2 separate regions of the Mus musculus genome follow, and region 1 is linked to region 2. Evidence: chromatin contacts called from public promoter capture Hi-C data. All regions are on one chromosome and are shown on one strand. Each heading gives the region's core, a stretch centred on a gene start, on an enhancer-like site or on the middle of the called end of the contact. The rest is flanking DNA. Distances are from core to core; before and after follow the strand shown. Region 1 holds the start of Atad5 (ATPase family, AAA domain containing 5). Region 2 holds the start of Git1 (GIT ArfGAP 1).

Region 1 (5,288 bases), core at 1,904-4,403, 2.6 Mb after region 2:
GATGGCACAGCAGTTAAGAGCACTGACTGCTCTTTCAGAGGTTTTGAGTTCAATTCCCAGCAACAACATGGTGACTCACAACCATCTATAATTGGATGCAATGCCATCTTCTGGTGTGTCTAAAGAAAGTGACAGTGTACTCACATAAAAAAAAAAAATAAGGGGCTGGTGAGATGGCTCAGTGGGTAAGACTGCTCTTCTGAAGGTCAAGGAGTTCAAATCCCAGCAACCACATGGTGGCTCACAACCATCCGTAAGGAGATCTGACTCCCTCTTCTGGAGTGTCTGAGGACAGCTACAGTGTACTTACATATAATAAATAAATAAATCTTTAAAAAAAAATTAAAAAAAAAATCTTTAAAAAAGAGAATTTAAATAGCTGGTCATGGTAGCACACACCTTTAATTCCCACACTCTGGAGTCAGATGCTGGGAGAGATCTAGACTGGTCTACAGAGCAAGTTACAGGACAGCCAGGGCTACATAGACCCTGTCTCAAAAGAACAAAAATAAACAGGAAACCAACCACCAAAAGTAAACATCTCTAAGTTATAGCTCCCCCCCCCTCCCCCCCCCCCCCCCCCCAGGCAGGGTTTCTCTGTATAGCTCTGGCTGTCCTGGAACTCACTTTGTAGACCAGGCTGGCCTCGAACTCAGAAATCCGCCTGCCTCTGCCTCTCTAGTGCTGGGATTAAGTTATGCTTCTCTTTTAAAATGTCAAAGTGCTTACGTGAAAGGCTGGATCATGTGGCTGTGTACAAGCACACACAGCACACACTCAGACACAAAATGTTTAGAGAGCAACTAAGAACGAAACCAGCAGGGGGCGCTCTGCTTGCTCTCACAGTCCAGCCCTGACAGCACAGACTAAGTGGAAATGTGGAACATAATGCATCAGGTACAATGGAAGCTCAGAAACCTTAAGTTTAAAGCACAGAATTTTGACTGAGGCAAAGCAGGTGTGCAGAGGTTCCAGGGACAGTTTTTTTTTTTTTTTTTGTTATTTGCTTTTTAAGTTGTTTTTGTTTTTTGAGATAGAGTTTCGTGGGGCTGAGGCTGGCCTCAAACATACTGTGCAGTGAAGAATAATCTTGAACTGCTGACCTTTCACCTCTACTTCCTAAGTGCTGTGATTATAGGTGTGTGCTACTATATCCGATTAGCCCCTGGTATATGTGTGTGTGTGTGTGTGTATGTATGTGTGTGTGTATATATGTGTGCTATGTATATGAATATTTTGCATGCATGTATGTTTCTGTACCCCATTCATTCAGAGTTTTTGTGCCTATGGAAGCCAAAAGAGGGCATCAGATCCCCTGGGCCTGAAGTTACCTATGGTTGTGAGTAGCCATGAACCTGGGCTCATGGTTTCCCAGTTAGGCTGGAGGCCGGGCCCCGTTGTCCTCCTATCTCTGCTGGTCTCAGAGCTGGCATTCCAGCCATACACACAATGCCCAGTGTGTTCCACGGGGCTGGGATGTTTTCGTGATTGTGCTGCAAGCTCTCTGATCCTCTGTGGCACTCCAACAACATTGACAGTCCACTTACTTGTTCTTATTTTTATTTATTTTTAAATTATGTGTGCAGTTGTGTGTCTGTCTGTGGGTATGTGGGTGTGTGTGAGTGAATACCTGTGAAGTCCAGAACACGGCATCAGATCTCCTGGAGCTGGAACTAAGGACTGTTGTGACCTACCTGACTTAGGTGCTGGCAACCAGACTCAGGTCCTCTGCAGGTGCAGTCTACGCTCTTTTTTGTTTGTTTGTTTTTTGTTTTGATTTTTTTTTTGAGACAGGGTTTCTCTGTGTAGCCCTGGCTGTCCTGGAACTCACTCTGTGGACCAGGCTGGCCACAAACTCAGAAATCCACCTGCCTCTGCCTCACAAGTGCTGGGACTAAGGCATGTGCCACCACTGCCCCAGCAGCAGTTAAATCTTTAACCACTGTGACTGGGTTTTACAAAGACTGTTTATAATGGTTAATTGTGGGCTGGGTGTGTAGCTCAGTAGCCCAGCCCATGCTTTCTGAGGCCTGAGAGATGACTCAGTTGTAAAGGGCTTTGTTGCTCTTGCAGAAGACCTTGGTTTGGTTTCCAGCATCCACAATGGTAGCTCAAAACTGCCTGTAATTCCAGTTCCATGTTCTCTTCTGGCCTCCAATATATACACACCAGGCAGTGGTGGCGCACGCCTTTAATCCCAGCACTTGGGAGGCAGAGGCAGGTGAATTTCTGAGTTTGATCTACAAAGTGAGTTCCAGGACAGCCAGGGCTATACAGAGAAACCCTGTCTCAAAAACAAACAAACAAACAAACAAACAAACAAGAAAAAATATATTTGTGTGTGTGATGTGTATAATATGTTCCTGTGGGTTAGTGCAGATGTACATACATACATGCAGAGTACAGAGATCAACATGAGGTGTCTTTTGGCTGCCTCTTTTCTTCCTTTTTTAGATTTTTCGTGATAGGGTTTCTCTGTGTAGCCTTGGCTGTCCTGGATTTCTCTCTGTATACCAGGCTGGCCTCAAACTGCTGGTCTGCCTGTTTCTGCTAACTCCAGAGTGCTGGAATTAATGGTGTGAGTGTGCCTCCGTTGCCTGGCTCCTCTATCTCTTTTTATCTTCTGTCTGTCTGTCTTTCTGTCAGTCAGTCTATCTACATATCTATCTATATAACGACAGAGTCTCTCGGCTGAAATGGAACTTTCTACGTAGTCTGGCCTCAAACTTAAAGATATCTGCTGCTCTGCCGTCCAAGTGCACCACCACTTCCTGGCTTCAAAAATATAATTTTAAGAATAGCTAAAGTCGCCGGGTAGTGGTGGCACACGCCTTTAATCCCGGCACTTGGAGGCCAGCCTGGTCTACAGAGTGAGTTCCAGGACAGCCAGGGCTACATAGAGAAACTCTGTCTTGAAAAACAAACAAACAAAAAGAACGGCTAAAGTCTAAGTTAATTCGGCCACCAAATGATTAGGTAATCTTAGACAAAACACGTCTTCAATAAGTCAAACTTTAACATGGAAGTGCGAATCTCTGAAATTCAACTAGATTCCTAATCTAAAATTGCTACAATCGCGCGCAGATTCGCCAAAGGAAGTAGTTTGTCCTTCGCGGCTCACCGTCTGCGCAGCCTCCGACAGCGGTCGTAGGCTCCGCCCCCTGCGCTCCGGACGGCGGGAAAACCCAATTGACAGAACTCCCGCCGAAGCCCCACTAGTCCGATCTGCGTTCTGTGGGGCTCGAGCGCTTATTCTGGAGAATCTGCCCCGGGGGCACCTTGTATTGTCCCGCCGCCACCTCGGGGCCTGAGCCCGGGCTTCCCGTACATCTCTGTCTGAGTCTGACTCGGCGGCCCTGGGCCCAGCCTCTCACTCGCGTCCGGCCGGTGGTCTCTACGAGACCCGAGACGGGCTCCCCGGCTCGCAGCTCGCTCCCACTGGACCTGCCGCCCCTATGGCCTCCAGCCAGGCTGGGCCGGACCTCTGAAGGGCCTAGGAGCCCGGGTTCTAGGAGGCAGAGATCATGGTGGGGGTCCTGAGCATGGCGGCGGCTGCAGCACCCCTTCCTGTGAAGGACTACGAGATTGAGGTGAGGATCCGTCAAGTTCCTTTCTGCCAGTGTTGGGGAATTGTGGCGTGAGGATGGGGGGAGTCCTGCGTGCTTCTGGGACGAGGAAGGAGGGACACGATGACCCACAGTCATAATTTTGTGTGGGATAGTTGCCTCAGTGTGCCGTGTAAAGCTCTCACAAAAGCGTTGGCATTTTAAGATATTTTCGGGCTGGTTGTTAAGTCAGGATTTGAAAACTACAGTTCCCGGGTCCTTGAAACGTTGGTGGAATAGCATGTCACCAAGGATTTCAGGGTCACTTTCTTTGTTCATGATGATGTGGGATCACAGAACGGCGAAGAAGATGAAGCTTTAAGTTCAGCTAGTCCCGTACTAATACCTGTCCTAGGAATTCCATTTAGAATGTCACTTAAATGGATCAAGTAAGGAACTTACCGTGACCGCAGAGCTTAATGTAATGTAGTTAAGAGTCTCAGTGACATGTAGGTGCTTAATATTTACCATGTTTTAGAGAATACACTAAGTAGAGGACAGTGCTTAATGTAGGAAGCCCTTGCTTTCTGAGAAAGAAAGAGAAATATATACTAAACAACTATAAAGATATTCTATGCCGTTTAGAAGTAGTTTTTAGGATCTTAAAGTACATCTCTGACCTACTTTTTCTTCTGTCATCATTACAGGCTTGTGCCTCTTCAGAGATGCTATGGTTTTTATACACCATATACCAGGCTAGCTTTCTGATGTGTTCTGGTGCCCTTAAAGTGAGCTAAGATGTGTATTCACTTAAATTCTAATTCTTAATTTTTATAATTAAGTAACTTTTTCAGCTACAGAATATTTATATTATTTACTGTGTAGCACAGCACATCTCAAATTCATCACCTACTCACCTCAGCCTGCTTATTCAGGGATCACAGGAATGCACCATTCACACCCCGTTAATCGAGTTTTTTTTTTTTTTAAAAGATTTATTTAAATGAGGACACTGTAGCTGTCTTCAGACACACCAGAAGACATCATATCTCATTACAGATGGTTGTGAGCCACCATGTGGTTGCTGAGAATTGAACTCAGGACCTCTGGAAGAGCAGTCAGTGCTCTTAACCGCTGAGCCATTTCTCCAGCCCCAAGTTATATTTTAAAAATTAATTTGCTTAAGATTTCCATACCAGTAGATGTCAGGTCTAGTACTTGAACTTAGATCTTACTTGAGTGTCTGTTGTGTGGTGCCTCTGATACCATCTCAAAGCTTTAAAGATGATAATAATAAATTCACTTTTAATTCACTTATTATTTCAACATATTTAATTTTACCTCATTTATCTAAATGGTCAAAATTTGTCCCAATATCGTTTATTATTCCTGCCAGTTATTTTGAATGTTATTTTTACCCCTTACAAATTCTTCTTACCCTTTAAAATTATTTTGTTACATTTATTTATTTATTGTATGTGCCAGGATCAGCATATGTGTGAAGATCAGAGGACAACTTGTGAGAAGAGAAGGCTGGTGAATCTCTTAGTTTGAGGCCAACTTGATCTAGAGAGAGTTCCAGGATAGCCAAAGCTACATAGAGAAACTTTCTCAAAAACAAAAACAAACAAACAAACAAACAAAAAAACCCCCAAAATTCAATAATTCAAATATATGAGCCTATGGTAGGCATTCTTAATCAAACCATCACCACAACATATTTGCTTAATTTAGTGAATTTCT
Region 2 (5,206 bases), core at 2,596-5,095:
GCCGGGGCCGCGGCGCCCGGCCCGCGGGGAGGGACGGCGCGGGAGCCCGGGCCCGGGGCCGCGGGGCGGACGGCCGGAGCTGTCTGCTCGCGGGGCTGCGGCTCGGGCATGTGCGAGCGGCGGCGGCGGCGGCGGGCGGGGGCGGCGCGCCCGGCGTGGTGCGGGCGGCGGGCGTCCTCGGGAGGCGGCGGCGGGAGGCGCGGAGCAGCCCCCACCCGCCCTGGGAGGGAGCGGGCACTCGGCGGCACGCGGCCTCGCGCCTCCCCTCCCACACCCCCGCACACAAAGACGCCTCTCGGCGGAGGGAGCAGGGACCCGCAGCTGGAGCGGGGGCGCTCGGGGCGCCGGCCCCGGGGTCGCCGCCGCCGCCGCCGCCGCAGGGACGCGCGCCCGCACCCTCCGGCTCCCCTAAGCCGCATAGCCCGGCCCTCAGCCCGAGCGGACGGTGAGGGACAAGCGAATGCGGGGAAGAGAGGAGGGGACCCGGGTGCGCCGTGCTGGGTTAGTTACAGCTTGGCCCCGCAGCATCATGGGGCTTGTAGTCCGCCTGGTAGAACCGTGCGTTTCGGATGACCAGAGATGGTCTGGAACTGATTTCCTGGAAGGGTGGACAGAGAGTCAAACCCGGCCGAAGCGGAGGCCTTACTTGGATGCCAAGTGGGTTGGGGGCGCCTCCACCCTTTGGCATTTTGCCTTTTGCAAGGAAATGGGGGAGGCTTTTAGGGCTGACCTGAAGCGTTGGGTCGGGGGTCTATGGCCTGCAGAAGTGAGCTTGGGTCCCAGGGAGGGTAAAGAGGCATCTAGATTCATAGTGACTAAAGAGTGACCCTAAGAGAGATGCAGGGCATCAGTACCAAGGGTCACTGAAGCAGCCAGGGGTCTGAGAATCGAAATATTTCTCAAATCTTTGCTCTCTCAGAAAATTAAACCCCAGCTTCCACACATCACGTTGGAAAAGAGAATGTCTAATGAGGCGAAGAAGACAGTCTTTCCCCTACATGGCTCAGCAAGAACCAGGATGAGGTTGAGCAAAGACAGCAGCAGGTGGCATTTCCCCACCTCCATCCCATGTGGGTCCCTGCCTAAGGAAAATGACTGAGTCCAGATTGCCTGCTTCCTGAAAGAGCAGAGAGACAAGCGCTTCCACAAGGAGCCCTTGCAGAGAGTGTGGTCAAAGTCAAATTGGCCTCTGTGGCGGCCACCTGCAAATGGTAAAAGGACCAAGATGCCTTGGGAGAGAAAATGTCAAGAGAGTTGTATTTAAATACCGTAACAATTGCTTGATCTTAAACAAATTGCTTATCCTTCAGAGTTTCTCGGCCCACTCACCTCTAAACTGGGATCAGATACTACCTCATGGGATGAGCTAAGGGTATGAACTGCCTGAAAACGGCCCCTCTCTCCTTCAACCAGCCTGAGACAGGTGGTAGGAGCGAACATGTTGCCTTCCTCGAGCCCACCTCAAGGCAGAAATAAGGAATTCCTGGCCAACCCGATTTAGAACAACAATCTAGAGAGTGTTTGTGTGGGAAGCGACAGCAAAAGCTTGCAAACTCCTTGCGCCCTTCTTGGGTTTCTTTGTGTGTTCTTCTCTCCTGCTTCCTGCACACCCAGTGGTGCCAGGCCCGGGAGGACTGAGTAGACTGCCTCGCCCCTTTCTGCAGCCTGGGAGGAGCCGGTAGGCGTCTCTGCAGCCCAGAGCCGCAGCCCACCTCCACCGCCAGGGGTCAGCAGAGTGTCGTGATTGCAGCCCGAGTTGAGGAGGGGGCTAGAGAAAGGAGGGGCAACTAGGAGAGGCCGCGAGAATGCCTGTACAATTCCTCATTAAATCGTTTTCAAAACCTTGTGTATGATTCCATTTGAGCTGTTCAGTTCCTGGGATGATGACATCTTCGGGGAAGCCAGAAACCCTTCTTCCCCCATCTTCAAGCTCTAAAGCTTGGCTGTGGTGAGGTTGGGGGTTCTGCAACAAAGTTTGGACTGTGTGAGCCAGGGTCCCTCCCAGGCAGTCCCTGAGCCAATAGGGAGATAGGGTGGCCGGGGTGGGGGGACGTGAATCATTCTTCCTCTGCACGCCCTGTATTCCAAGAAAGGAGAGAGGCCAGCATGCATTTAGAGGCTAGGTTGCCCTTTTGCCAGATGGCCGGCTATCACACGAAGCCCAGGTCGCTTTCCCTTTGGTCTCAACGCCCTGGCTGCCACGTGCTCCAGACGCGCCCACACAGCGAAGAAACAAAGGCAGCCAAGCGACGGGGCTGCCAGCAGCTGCCTCGACATTTAATAAATGAAATTCCATAGCTGGGGGTCGATCCGGGGTGAACGGGCGGCCACTGCTCCTGGGCTGCGCGCCCAGTTTCAGCTGCTAGACTGCTTCCCACCTCCATTGCTGCGGCCACCAAGCCTACAGACTCTTGGGTATGAGTGCAGCATGGTGTGGCATGACCACCACCCTTTGCTGGCAGAAGCCCCACCTGCTGAGCTACTGGTTGGGGGTGGGGGGTGTCTGCAAGATTTTTTTTTAAGGTGAGATTATAAATATATCCTGTGGATCACAATTTCAAACAAACTTGTCAATCTGGGTTGCAGCAAAAGGCGATGGAACTTTGCGTGTATTTTGGGTGGTGTGACTCATAAGCATTACTTGTCTCCCCCTAGGGAAGGAGCCTGCCCACCCACAAGTCACTGCTGCTCTGGCATTGCTGGGAGAAATAGACCCACTCAGACACCCCTAACCAAGGACTCCCCTCAAACCTCCGTTTTATTACTGAGCAGGAATCCCTAACACCCAGGAATCTCCCTTAACTCTGCCACCGCTGACCTGCCCCTTCCCCTACGAGCGCGCCGCCGCCCCTCACCCCCCCCCCCCCAACCTGGTGTTGTGTGCTTTTGCCCTCTCCATAAGCTGAGTTCTCTGACAGCCCTTTTGCGGCTGTAGGGGTGGGGGCTGGGCACAAACGGGTCACACGTGTATGGGGGAGCATGCTCAGTGTGGGGTGCACCCACGTGCAACATGCACTTTAGTTCCTTGCTCCCCCCACCCCCGTCTCCATGAGAAGTCCAAGAAAAAAAAAATCCTTACAAAAATTGGCTCCTGTTATAAGCATATGCTTAGGATACATACACACCCGTCGGGCAGCCCGGAAACATCGTTGATGTACACGAAACAGATAGCAAGTTATTACTGGTGCACACAACACTCTTAATAATCACCCAGATTCTTTGCTTTCCTATTTGAAACAAGAATGATGTATTTTTAGTCCCACAGAGAGGGAGTCACAGTTAAGTGACCTCTCGGGCACCTGGCCGTCCATATTGGTGGTAGTGAGTGTACACCGCAGGGATATGGCCACAGACCCACCTGGACACACTGACTTGGACACAGGGGACCAGAACACACACCTCACCCCAACCCAGCCTCTGACCGCTAGGAGCATTGTGCCTGGGAATGCTTCCTGTCCACCCCGATCCCCACCACGTCCGTCTCTCGGTTTTTGGGCCGAGCGTCCCCTGGACCACTCCCCAATCGGAAAGTGAAGGTCAAAGTGCTAGCGTGTGTCTCGGTTGCAGACCAGGCGGGCGCGGGCCGCGGCTCCTTTAAGAACCCCCGTCCACTCCCGCCTGCGCGCAGGCTTCCTTTCTCCGAGAGGCTCAGCCACGGAGCTGAGCGGAGCGCCGGGGCGGGGTGCGGGCCGCCCCTCCCCCGGTGGGCAGGGCTTTCACTGCTTCCTGCAGGAGCGGCCTGGGCCGCGCAGGGGGCGGGGAGAGCGGCGAGCGGCGGCGGGGCGGCGCGGGGCGGCGCGGGGCGGCGCGGGGCGGAGGGCGCCCGAGGGCGAGCGGGCGGGCGGGCACGGCGGGTTCCGGGCCAGCCCCGGGGGCGGACGGTTGGCCGCGCGCGCGGAGCCTCGCCGGGGCCTTGCGGGAGCCGGGCCGGGCCGCAGGGCCGCCGCCGCCGCCCGGGCCCGCCGCCCGCGCCCCCCACGCTGGCCCAGAGGGCTGCGGCCGCGTCGCCGCTGAGGATGTCCCGGAAGGGGCCGCGAGCGGAGGTGTGTGCGGACTGCAGCGCTCCGGGTAAGCGGCGGGATCGGGTCGGGGGCGGGACCGCGCCGCAGGCCGCCGCCGGGCGGGCGCCGAGGCCTGGCGGGAGCGCTGTGCCGGGCCGGAGGGCGGGGCGGGGGCCACTGCGGAGCGGCGTCCTTGGCGGGAGGGCCGGCTGCGGGGGGCGCTGTGCGTTGGAGCCGGTGAACGGGAGGGAACCGCCTCCCACCTCCATCGCGGCATCCAGACGGAAGCGCCAGCCTGGTGTGGCAGGAGGGCTGTGGCGGAGGCCGGCAGGCTGTGGGAGGTGGGCGCTAGGATGGTTTGTGTCATCCCTGCCACCCCCGCGTCTTGCACCTGCTGCTCACATGGCCCGCGTGCCCGCCGGAGCGGTGGAGGGCAAGGGGCCTGGATACGAGCTCCTAGGGAGCACCTGACAGGGGCAGCTACTCTTAAGACTCCCCGCCCCTGCTTCCCAAGGCTGGGGCTGCTTAGAGGGCCCGGTGTTCAGGAACAATCTAAGCATGGGCATCTTCCCCGGAAGCATCTCCAGGCCTGCTGGTGTCTGGGAACATCTAGACTCAGCTTTTCCTGTTCCGGGTAGGCCTGTTGGAGAAGGTGTGCTAGGTATTGGTTCAGTCTAGACGCCGATCCCTCCTGGTCTCTAGCTCATTGGATAGGAGAAAGCGGTGAGGTTGCTTATGCTCCCCTGGTCCAGCTGACTCCTGAGCGAACTGGACTTACACACTGCTTCCTCCCTACTAACCAGCAGAGTGAGTCGGTCTGAGCTGCTGTGAAAGCCCCCTTGGCTTGCTGAGGAAGTGAAGGGAGGGCAACAACTCACCAGGCTGGTCCCTTCTCTGGGAGGACACAGCCGTTGATGGGACTCAGCAGCTGGCTGGAGGCAGGAAGTTCTGGCCTTTGCCCATCCTCTATAAAAGAAGCTGTGTCTCCATACAGTCTCGGGGTCTTATGGACTCTGGGTAATGAAGATGTGATTAGGTGAGAGTGTGGAGTGCTGATATGCAGGCCCATAACTTGTAGTCACCCCTTAAAATCCCAAGATCTGACCGTGAGCCCAAGGAATGATGGTCCTGTAATTCTCATGATCTAAACTGGAGTACTGGGAGTTGTGGGTAGTTGCAGAGTCATGAACATGGGACACCTTGTA

What was found. Promoter capture Hi-C pulls out the DNA fragments that hold promoters and counts their contacts.
Region 1: a promoter capture Hi-C map of liver shows a contact between it and region 2, with 4 times the contacts expected there. The contact joins the promoter of Atad5 here to the promoter of Git1 in region 2. A contact is called at or near these places in 1 of 39 promoter capture datasets (liver) and 1 of 9 other capture datasets (liver).

Annotation. Positions count from the first base shown.
Region 1 is chr11:80,086,247-80,091,534 of GRCm38.p6, forward strand. Atad5 (ATPase family, AAA domain containing 5) reads left to right here and starts at 3,154. Exons shown (of 23, transcript NM_001029856.2): 1 at 3,154-3,590. The coding sequence starts at 3,525.
Region 2 is chr11:77,489,567-77,494,772 of GRCm38.p6, forward strand. It overlaps Git1 (GIT ArfGAP 1), which reads left to right and starts at 3,846. Exons shown (of 20, transcript NM_001004144.1): 1 at 3,846-4,068. The coding sequence starts at 4,017. It overlaps Ankrd13b (ankyrin repeat domain 13b), which reads right to left and starts at 476. Exons shown (of 15, transcript NM_001373882.1): 1 at 1-476.